Linked DNA regions of Gasterosteus aculeatus: region 2 is linked to region 1. A link is a contact called in public Hi-C data. All regions are on one chromosome and are shown on one strand. The core of a region is the stretch at or near the end of the contact, and the rest is flanking DNA. Distances in the headings are between cores, read along the strand shown. Region 1 holds the start of nucks1a (nuclear casein kinase and cyclin-dependent kinase substrate 1a). Region 2 holds the start of p3h1 (prolyl 3-hydroxylase 1).

Region 1 (5,486 bases), core at 1,752-4,251:
CACACATGCCTATTCCCAACATAGCAATGTGCACGCAGCCCACAATATGACAGCAGAACCTCGCTCACACTCCTGCACCTCGAGCAGCCGGAGACTCAAAGGTTACTTCCACCCGGAGCCTCCAGGTGATTACCTCCAGACTGCTACGGCTGGAACTGATTGATTTGAAATTGAAATACTAAACTTTGTTTTGGCAGCAACAATGAAGCCGTAACTGACATTTTTTAATTGATTCTCTCATTTAGTCAAAAGCAGAAACTCTGGGTTATTACGGTTATGAAGAAGGACAAGGTCCCACACAGTGCGCCGGCTATCGTCCAATAAGCCTCCTATGCGTGGACTATAAAATCCTGACCTCCATCCTGGCTACCAGAACCCCGAAAATATATTAAAAGGAACAAGCAACGTAAGAAGGCCCCTAAATTTACAATCGATAGCGTTAGGAGACAGACAACCTTCAGCGCTCCTCGGCGTGGATGCATTTGACAGAGGTGGCTGGTCGTTCCTGGCACAAACATCGGTAGAGATGGGCCTCAGAGAAGAATTTGTTACACGGATCATCTCGCTTCGAGATCAAAGGCCAGAGTGAACGGTCACAATATCTAGAGGGGGATGCACTGTCACCCTCCCTGTGCCGAGCATCGAGCCCCGAGCAGAAGCTACGCGGCAAAATATACACGGTCAAGGGTTAGTGGATGAAGGTCGATCAGACCATGAAATATTTTGCCGACATTTTTTTTATGAGGACCCCACTTCTCTCCATTCCTGAAGGAATGCGGTGTCCGCACAAATACGGCTCATTATCAGGGTATAAAATGAATGAAAACAATCCAGAGGCGATGATGGTATCAGAGATTTGGCTCACACAATTAAATGAGGCGGTTTCCTTTCACTGGACTAAACAAGGATTTATAAATGTGGGAATTAATATTACAGCTAACCCTGTAACACAGATGTTTCCTGCCAATTACAGACCAGGCCAAGTTAGTCAACCAAACAAAAAATGACCTGACACACTGCCGCTTGTATCTTCTACATGTGTAATAAATTAAACTGTATTAAAGGGCTGCACAACTAGTAGACATGGTGGCATGGATTGGAAACAACCAGGAGACCGGATGGACCACGGTAGAACAAAGCACAGCTAAGGGTATATCCCTCTGCTCTTTATTCAGGTAAAGTCCTTTAATATAATGAAAATGAATGAAAACAAATGGATAAAACACACTGACGATTTTGACAATAATGAATAACTTTTGAAGCACCAAACTCATATGCCACTTATAGTGAACATAGAATCCCCTCCCTCTGTGTGGGATAGTGGATTTAGAAGATGGGCTTAAAATGGGATTAAGGTTTTAAGAGGATCAATCAATTATCAACAAAACAGAACTGAAATCCTTCTCCCAGCTGCAGGAGATATACAGTATAAACTTCCATCAAATGACGTGTGTACGTATCTTCAAATGAGACACTATTACAAACCATAAAGACAGTCAGAAAAAAAAACTGATTTAATTCAATACTGTTTGATTACTAAAAAATAGCTGACACTTCACAAAATACAAGGAAGATCAAGGAAAAGTGGGAATTGGAATAAAATGTTTTAATTGAAGCTAAAAGAGATTTGTGCAACAAATGTCATAAAGGAATCAATATCAAATTGTGGAAAGAATTTGACTGGAAAATAAAATCCATATATTTCAATTGACCTCTTATTATCTCTTCATATGTGAAGGATCCATCGGCTTCATTAGGTTGGAGAAAAGGGTTTTGGAAAAGTATCAAAGCAGAAATCAATTTTAGAATTGAAGTGGAGCGGTCTCTTTTCCGGAAGACTTATGAGACAACAGTCTGAGGTACGTGCTCTTTTAATGATTGCTAGGAAAATGATAGTATGAACTGAAGGAATGCAAAACCACCAACCATAACCCACAGAGTCCGTTGACGTGGATGGTTGTGCACACGTAGATTGAACGCGCGTTTATTAGAATTTGTCGGTGTACATATGCACCTATGTAAAGGTTAGCATTTATACTCGCTACAAGAAAACCAAACTATTGATACTAAAATTACTGTTTGGATTATTTATTATGTTTATTTGAATGTCGATCATTGTTGTGTTGAAAATGCAAAATAAATAAAAAGTTTTAAAAAGATCTGAGCAATCAAGCATTGACTTGTGATCAACAGTGTTTGTTGATTCGAGAAAGGAAGGGAAAGTAATGAATTTGAAAATTTGCAATTTGTGCACGGCACACTTTTGACACATTTGATAGAGACAAAGTTTCAGGGGGGAAAGTTATCCAGCATTTTCAAGTAAAAAGACTGCAGGTAAATCGAGTTGCAAGTCCTTTTTGAAATTTTCATCAGAGATTAATCTGTGACAAAACAGCAGCATGCTGCTTTGTTCAGATGTGAATATTTTAAAAGACGTTCGCCATAGACTGTGTGCCGACAAATCCATGTGGTCACGATTTGAAGAACCAGGTTTACAGTGCTGTACATGAATTATCATGTTCAAAAACTTCTCTGTTCTACCCTAACAGCATTGAACGCACGATGAGTTTGTGAAGCCCACTTGATTGCATGAACTCTTATCAGCAATATGAGGTATGTCATTTGTAGACTTTACAGCTTGTAGTGCTATGCATCGGTATTCTACCTGCATCTCATGTTGCAGCGTGCTGCCAGGTGGGCAGATCAGGGTTAGCCTAAGTAGCAGCAAAACCACAGTCAACCTGATTACTGAAACATTTATGATAATTTCATACATAGGATGACTGTGCACAAAGCTGTAATTAATTAATGTTGCTTTGTGGTCTTTGGGGAGCCACAGGAATACATGTTTGCATCCAACCGGAGGGCCTCTTTTTGTTTTCTTAACAGTGAGGCATCAACCGAGCCTGCTGTAACGGAGGCGGGGAAACAAAATGCTAACATCGTTCTGACGTGCAGCCAAAGTAGCCAATGCAAAGCACGGTCGTCGTTCAAACCGGCCAATGGGAGGAGCGGAGCACCGCGGTGCACGGGGGGGCGGGGCGGGGCTTGTCCTCGAGGAACCCACCCCTCGAGGCCACGAGGTTTGGTTGCACACGGGCTGCAGTTTCAGTTTGTTTTATTCACCATTTTGAGTAGCTGAGGGTAAAAAAAAAATTTTTTAAAGAAGATTTGCGTTTGGCGGACGAGACGCCTCCGTACTTTTATTTTCACGCGCTAGCTCGGACGGCGGAGTTGTGCGCCAAGCTCGCTCCCGTCGGTGTTTTGCAGAGCGGGAACCGATATATACATTCTTTGCCTGTGCTGCTGCTGCTTCTCCTCCCCCCCCTCCCTCTTCTTTCTTACATCCCTAACCTCTACAGTATTCCTGCAAAATGTCAAGACCAGTGAGGTAGGTGTGCCAAATATGTCCTCCGCTCTGCGTAACGCTAGTTACGGACACCGCGCTGCCAGGCTCCGCCGATAGCGCGCACGCCTCGTCCATGCTGCGTGGATTTGAATGAGCTGCGAATGTGTTTGTTTCATGAAAAAATAATGGGAATTTGTGCGCGCGTGCGGCTCGCTGCTCGCGTGCAACATGGAGCCCGGCGGCGTGGATGGTTCGCCATGTCTCGTTGAGAAACGCGCCGTGTCGTGTCTCCCTTGCCTTTTTTATTATTTTATTTATTTTTTATTTTTTAAGAATCCATGGTGTGCTTTGTTGGCCGCTATGTAGGCCGAACGGGGGGGGGGGGAACAGGCGGTGTGATTTTAACCAGCTAACGTTTTACGACTCTCACGCCAGGCCCTGGTACTATTTTTCCCTCTCTGGCTTGAGAATAAGAATATGGCGACCCCATTCATCCAGGGGAGGCTCCAAAAAAAACGCCAACACCCCCCCCCACCCCCTCCACTCACCAACGGCGAATGTCGAGAAAGAAAAGCGCCGGAGGAGGCGGCGTCCGGCCTCGGGATTTGATCCGGTTGCCGCGCAGACTCGGTTAGTCGGTAGTCTACCTATTGCACATTAAGGGCATTTTGGTCGGCTCGACGCGAGAAGGCGTGTTGGTCAGTGAGAATGTCGCGTAGCGGCTCTTGCGTTTTCACTCCCGCCGTTAAATAATCGCCGCTGGTTGGTGTCAGAGGAAGGCGCAGAACTAATTCAACCACCCGCCACGCGTCGTTACAACGCGTGAAGTATTCACAGCCCCTTTTAATACAAATGATATACGGCCTTTAACTTGAAATCGGAGTCATTTTTATGCTCTCGCCTTGAAATCTCGCGAGATTTTGTAATCTCATTGGTGGCGTTTTAAAAAAGGAATCGCTCCGGTTCTTGAAGTGAATCGAGCTTTTGGGGGGAATTAGATGAGCCCCCGTGCGCTGCATTCATTTATAAAGGGTGGAAAGAGGCGTAATTCATGTGCTCTTAATGTTATTAATGCATTTGGGACCACGAAAGGACCCTCCCCGTTGATATCTCTAACACAACTATGGTTACATCATCAAAAGTACTTTTTAATCTTTAAAAAACACACCAACCTCCTCTCAGATGTCATTTCTGTTCGTTTTCGACAATATTGCATGCAGAAATAGGTCATTTGAAAAGGCCAACATGTGGAGGGGAGAAATGGCTCCCTCAGTGGGCAAAGCCATCCGGTCCAACGGAGGTAGCTTTGATTTAAACACAAACCGCACTCACATACCATCTGTGGATACTGACAATGTTAAGACTGTGTATTTGTCTCCACAAATGTGAAATAGTCAACACTTGTTGGACCTGATGGTGCACATTGTCTGCCAAAACACGTATTCTTTTGGTGCTTTACGGTAGTTCAGACAGACAACAGCATGCGTGAGAAGAAGGAACTCGCTGCCGGGTCATTCGCCTTAATTAGACTTGATGCTGCATGTATGTAGAAAGAATGCTGGATGTGCTCCCTTTGAAATTTACTTCTAGGGTTTGACTGGAAAGACTCGCTCAGACAGATTCAATGTAAAGTGTGTGTGGTATTAATAAAACATATATGTCAGCTATGGCATGATTTCAGGTTGTTGTCGTATTAATAATAAAAAACCCTCCCAGATTTCTCAGCCTCAAGTTGACCCTGAATGCACATTAACAAAACCTTTTTATAGAAGCGGAAATTTGCCATTTTCATGTGAATGTAGTTCATTCCTCACTGTGTGCAGCAGTGAACGAACACGCCGGGCCCAGTGCTACAGCGCCGGTTCTTTAAATGTGGCGGTGTGTGCAAAGACGACGGTCAACAGAGAAGTTCTGGTTTCAGATGACTACATATCCTAATGCAGCAGCCTACCCGCCGTTGACCAATCATCATCCCCGCTGCAACGTTGAGCGAAAAGGTTAAATCCGCCGCTGCAGCCGCCGGACGGGCAGAGGACATCTGTCTTTGCGCGTTTCTGTGGTCACGTGCAGCCGTCTCTTTCCCCCCCCCCCCCCCCCCCGAGCAGGTGCTCACTGGTTCATTAGCGTAGCCGTGCGC
Region 2 (5,486 bases), core at 1,607-4,106, 180 kb before region 1:
AGGCTAACCAGTGTGCCACACTGTGTCTTTCTATTAATACGGTGTTCATTTCCATCTGTAGACCCATAAATGTCCCTAAAGTTACCCATAAATAAGGCACACATTTCTAAAGACTAAAGACGAAGATCCTTGGTCGTAATTGGTTTGAATGTTTGATGGTATTGGTTCATGTTTAGTCACGTTCATAAATCCACTGTCTCTTATATCCACCAAACTGTAGTGTCGTTCCTCCTCATCACGTCTGTTCACGTTTCATTGACAGCCTCACTTGTACGTTATCAGTTATTACAAAAAATGTCGACCATTTTTTTTGAACAGCTGTTCATATCTGATTCATGGAGTAAATGCAGAAGAAATATCCCAAATCCCCTCAGCTAAAACCTTCATCAACCAAATCAAAAGCTTTAAACAAATTATTTCCCTGCATTTGTATTTGATAACGCTCATTTACATATTTAAAAGATTTGAGACACCACGACAAACGATTGTTTGGATGTCCGTCACCGTCGGGATCGAGTTTACCCGCTTCTCCTTGAGTCAGTGCGAGACGCTTTGGCTGCATGTGCGGACTCACGTCCATTAAGACTAACTGGTGACCCCCCCCCTCCTACTCAGAGATGCCTCTGAAGTTGGGTCCTGTGTGCGGCGGCAGGGTGGTCTGCTGGCTGAGAAGTTTGTCCATGATGGCAATCTCGGCGTCCCTCTTCTCCACCTGCTCCGCGGGGGTCCAGGACATGTCGTGCTGAAGCTTGAACGCGCCGGTGAAGGCGTGCGGGCAGCTGGGACCCCATTCCTTCAGGAGAGGGAGGGGAGGGGGGAGCAAGGCCACGAGGGTGAGACGGGAAAACGGCCTTTTTCTGACAAAAAAGCTGAATAATTGATACAATTGAATATGCAACTAAAACCACCAAACTTCTGAATGTTTGCAATTCACAAAAATAATTAAAAACTCATTTTTCCCTGTATTTCACAAACTCCATATCGACAAACATACTGCAACCGGTCAAATCCAGCCTTAACCCGCCTGTGTTTTTGTCCACCTGCTCGCTATCGGCTCTCCTCTCAGTCACGTGACCTTTAAACTGTGTTTGTGTTACGTCAACCGTCTGGTTGGTGCACGTTCACGTGCACACGCATCGGTAGAATCCTGACCTTCGGGGAGATGATGGAGAAGTACTGCTGTCCGGAGGGCCGCTGGTAGAGGTAGTACATGTTGCCGGGTTTTTTGACTATGTTGCAGGCAGCGTGGTGGAGGTCGGCATCTCTTTTAGCGTCCTCCAAAACCTGAAAAGAGAGAAGAAATATGAACGCTGGACCCAAAGCCTGTTTTTGTCACAATGTGTCGCGTTAAATGCGGTGTTCGTGTCATAGGGCCACGTTACACCAGATGTAATCAGAGAGATAGTCTTCATCCGCTCTCCTGTCAAAATGTGCATTATTATCAGGAGGGAATCTCGTCAGGTGTGAACATTGGCGTTATGATCACATGACCACTTTGGTTTTGTTGAATAGATCCCACTCCACAAGAATCCATGTTGGGTTGTTTAAACTCATCTATGTTAAGAAAATAGCTGCATGTATTAAGAGTTTTCACCGCTCACCTTCCTCGCCTGTTCCTGCAGGTACCTGATCTGGTCGGCGATGACCGTCAGTTTGTTGCAAGCGTTGGCTTTAGTGAAATCGTCCCCCTAAATAAAAAAAAAAGAATCCAGTCATGGTCGTGTAGAAGCGGAGAGCTTGGAAAGAATCCTCGTAAGTGTCAGTCCGTACCCGCTGTACTTGCGTGGCCAAGGCCACCAGGTCCATGGGGTCTCCCACCCTGGTGGTCTGGTAGGAGCTGACCAGTTCCACCCCGCTGGGGGCGCTGCTGCTCTCAACCAGCGTCACTGTCAAAGGAGAAACACACACGCACGAGTACAGTTACGTCACCATTGTATAACGCATGGTGTGACTTACTGCACGACCACGACAGCTGCTCCTACGACCACTTCTGAACCCATTATGAATAAGAGGAGTGCGGGAAGTGGAGCTGGTTCATCTGAGGGAGTGTAATCCCATTCACAGCGACGGGCAGCTCTGCGAGACACCTTGCGAGGTGATTTTGAGACCGCAGGGACGGTTTGACAGCGTAGACACGTATAACGGCTCGGACGGGACACGCTTCTCTTACCCGTGGTGGTTCTGTCGGGCTGATTCGGGAGGCTGACCGTCCTTTCCATCTTCTTCTTTACCTTTTCACGACAAACGCCTGTCACAGAGGATATTTAAAGCTCCGACTGCTGGTTTCCTAACAGGCTGAATAGTGAATACCTACCTGAGGTTCGACGGGGTCCTAAATCTCCGTCCCATTTTGAACTGATGGTAGACCTAATATGTGCCTGTAAGGAAATAATAAATAAAAAGCTTTGTTGGATATTTTTTTAACGTGATAAATGTATGTTTGCAACGTGAAACATTCCTTTGCAAATGAATTACAATGGGACAATTTTAACAAGTATATTCAATAGTATATTCACATGATTACTCGTGTGAGTTTTCGGGCGCATAAAAACATCCCCGCAACAGAACATTTAAAACGGAGAAGATGTGTCACTGTTGAGAAATCAAAAAAGCAGAGTTGCGATTTCCCTCCATAAAAGCTGTTGGCACACGTTTATTCCATCCGCAGCTGAACACTGCATTAAACCACAGAGGCGCGGGATAAACGCAGAGGCGCATTACATTGACAACAGTCTTGGCTTTAGGTTTCTTGCCATTTCCTTCCATGGTTTCCCCCATGATGCATTGCGCTCACACTTACACAAGTTGGGTTTTTTTCACGATGGGCTAGAAGTATTTCCCATTTTATATTTATTCTTTTTTTTGGGATAACTAAGGTATTATCACAAAGCACATCAGGAAAACGTCCTGCATACTTAACTCAAATAATAGTTAAATATTTGCGAATAAATGTACTTTAATAGTAAAAGTACTAATTTCGTAACATAATGTGATATACGTAAGCAGATGAGAGAGCATTAACTATTCACCACTACTGGTTTGTGCATAAATATTTATATGTATTGCATTTGCAGGTTTCCTGTAACAACAAAATGTGGGACATATATTTTCATCAAAATGTGTAGTATTATTTCACCAAGTAACTATTTATAACATAGTATCAAATAAAATTAAAAATACACTTGCGAGCAGGTCTTTTTTTTACATGTCAATGGTTACATATTCTTCTAAAAGTAGTGGCTTTAGTCATTTGTGCTTGTCTTTATAATACGATAGGCTTCTTCCTACGCAGAAATCCAATACATACTGAGAAAAAACGTATGACATGAACATATTGTTCATATGATGCCAAATGTGCTCTTTTCCCTTTTTTGGCTGTTTTTGATAACTTTGCCAAAAAGTCGCACCATCAGGTTGTTAAAGTCATATTTTCCGGTTTCTATGCAGCTGATCACTGTGGACACTCGAGTTTCTTAAAAAAGCAAAATAAAAATCCCATTTATTGCTCCTAGTTTGAGTTTTATGTGTAATTACATTTAGAAGCGTGGTCCTTGTTGACGATGATATGATATTGCTTCGATTTTTAGTGGGGGGTTTTTTTGTCCGGTTGATGTGATTATTTTACACAGTTCTACTGTAAATGAGAAGTACACATTTAAGTCAAGCTTTATTACATTATTACAACGACCGGGGTCTTCCGGGGGAGGGGGGGCTCGAGTGTGCCAGAACCCCGCCTCCCCGACCAGTGGACACCTCTCCGCCTCCCACCGGCGTCTAACCTCCTGGATCGGGCTGCGGAGCCCCGGCGGGTTTTCAGCATCATGGAGTCCCGCTACGCGCTGCTGCTTTGCTGCCTCTCCCTCGCCGCGTGCGCCTCGCACCCTCTGGAGCCCTTCGACTCCCTCTTCGACACGGCGGTGGAAGCCTACTACAAGGGGGACTGGCTGACGGTGATCCTGAACATGGAGAAGGCGCTGCGGAACAAAGCCACGGTCCGCAGCGTCAAGGCTCAGTGCCGGCTGGGCTGCGCCAACCAGACCGCCTTCGGGGGTCCCTCGTCCGGCCCGGGAGCCGCCGTGCCGGGCGCCGGCTCCGTGGAGGACCTGGGCTTCTTCCAGAAGATCCTCAAGCGGGCCGACTGCGTGAACTCGTGCGAGGCGGAGAAACTGGGCACCCCGACGGTGCACTGGGTCACCGCAGAAGTGGAGCTGGAGTTCAAGAAGAGGACCCCGTACAATTACCTGCAAGTGGCATATTTTAAGGTAATCGAGTCACGCATGTCGGAAAAGTTAAAGTTAACTCCAATTAACGTTGTCCTTGTGAAAACGCGTCACCGGTCGCAGGTTATAAACAAAACCCAGTTGGACACTACCAAAAAAAAAAAAAACTCCCCCGAAACCATCGCAAAGCGTGCCACGTCTTTAAGGTGGAGTCCGCTTCTGTGGAGGCTTCGCGTGCAGACGTTCAGGGATCCAGCAGTGAAGAGGCCCAACGTGTGGCCTTCAAATGCTACGTACACACTCACTCTTTCCCCGACACGAAGCGCAGGAGTTCTGGAGTACTTGTAGCGTCCAAGTGGGACGGACTCCGTGGGAAGCGATGGGATGCGCGAGGATGTTATTTTTTTTTTCACATTAGCAGTTTTCTTGGATTGAGTTTTAGCAAAAAAATACGACCCTCAGACGGAACTTGAACGCAGCACCAAACTTTAAAAGCCTGTTGCAGAATTAAAAACTATCACTGAGATATGTGTGAGAATAAAAATAAACCGTGAATTTGAAGGATGATTCTTAGAAGGGGTGTAAACACATATCGATACTGTTGTGTATCGCGTTACTATGTCTTGTGAGGCCGTGTTTATTCTCAAATCATCACTGTTGGTTTTAAAATTAATAGTTCCATGGATAAGATTGTTTCATTTTGTGTTGCGTTCAAACACACGGCTGCTCAATATCATGGGTTTGTGTGTTTAAAAAATTTGATTTATTTAAAAAATACAACATATATCACATTGCAGACAGTATCCCAATACATTGTATCCTAATCCCTGTATCACGAAGGGCTTCATGAACTGCGGTAAATGGTTTTGTTGAACAGCTCCTTTAATCAAAGGTAAGCAGCTGACTGCGAATGTGCTCTATTTTCTTTTTTTTTCCTCCCAGATCAACAAGATGGACAAGGCAGTAGCAGCGGCCCACACGTTCTTCCTGGCCAACCCGGATCACATGGAGATGAAACAGAACCTGGACTACTACAAGATGATGGCCGGGGTGGAGCCGGAGGACTTCAGAGATCTGGAGGCCAAGCCGCACATGGTGAGAGCCGACGCCTCTTCTGGCCGCTCATCAGAGGGAGGCGGCCCGCCGCCTTCCAGCGCTTTGTGGTTGAGGACATTTGCGGAATTATGGCGTTAGTCCATTCTGTACAATGCACTGGCCCAGAGGCACAAGGCAAAATAGACGTTAAGACAAACAATGCAATGCACA

The links. A called contact is a pair of places that touch in the nucleus more often than the background predicts.
Region 2: a contact with region 1 is called in a Hi-C map of skeletal muscle, with 2.8 times the contacts expected there. The contact joins the promoter of p3h1 here to the promoter of nucks1a in region 1. A contact is called at or near these places in 2 of 6 Hi-C or Micro-C datasets (both in skeletal muscle).

What each region holds. Positions count from the first base shown.
Region 1 is chr17:18,554,694-18,560,179 of fGasAcu3.hap1.1, reverse strand. It overlaps nucks1a (nuclear casein kinase and cyclin-dependent kinase substrate 1a), which reads left to right and starts at 3,001. Exons shown (of 8, transcript XM_040204020.2): 1 at 3,001-3,391. The coding sequence starts at 3,375.
Region 2 is chr17:18,731,093-18,736,578 of fGasAcu3.hap1.1, reverse strand. It overlaps p3h1 (prolyl 3-hydroxylase 1), which reads left to right and starts at 2,856. Exons shown (of 15, transcript XM_040203681.2): 1 at 2,856-4,262; 2 at 5,163-5,315. The coding sequence starts at 3,822. c17h1orf50 (chromosome 17 C1orf50 homolog) reads right to left here and starts at 2,377. Exons shown (of 5, transcript XM_040203679.2): 1 at 2,171-2,377; 2 at 1,771-1,886; 3 at 1,602-1,688; 4 at 1,153-1,284; 5 at 1-793. The coding sequence starts at 2,219. The coding sequence ends at 608.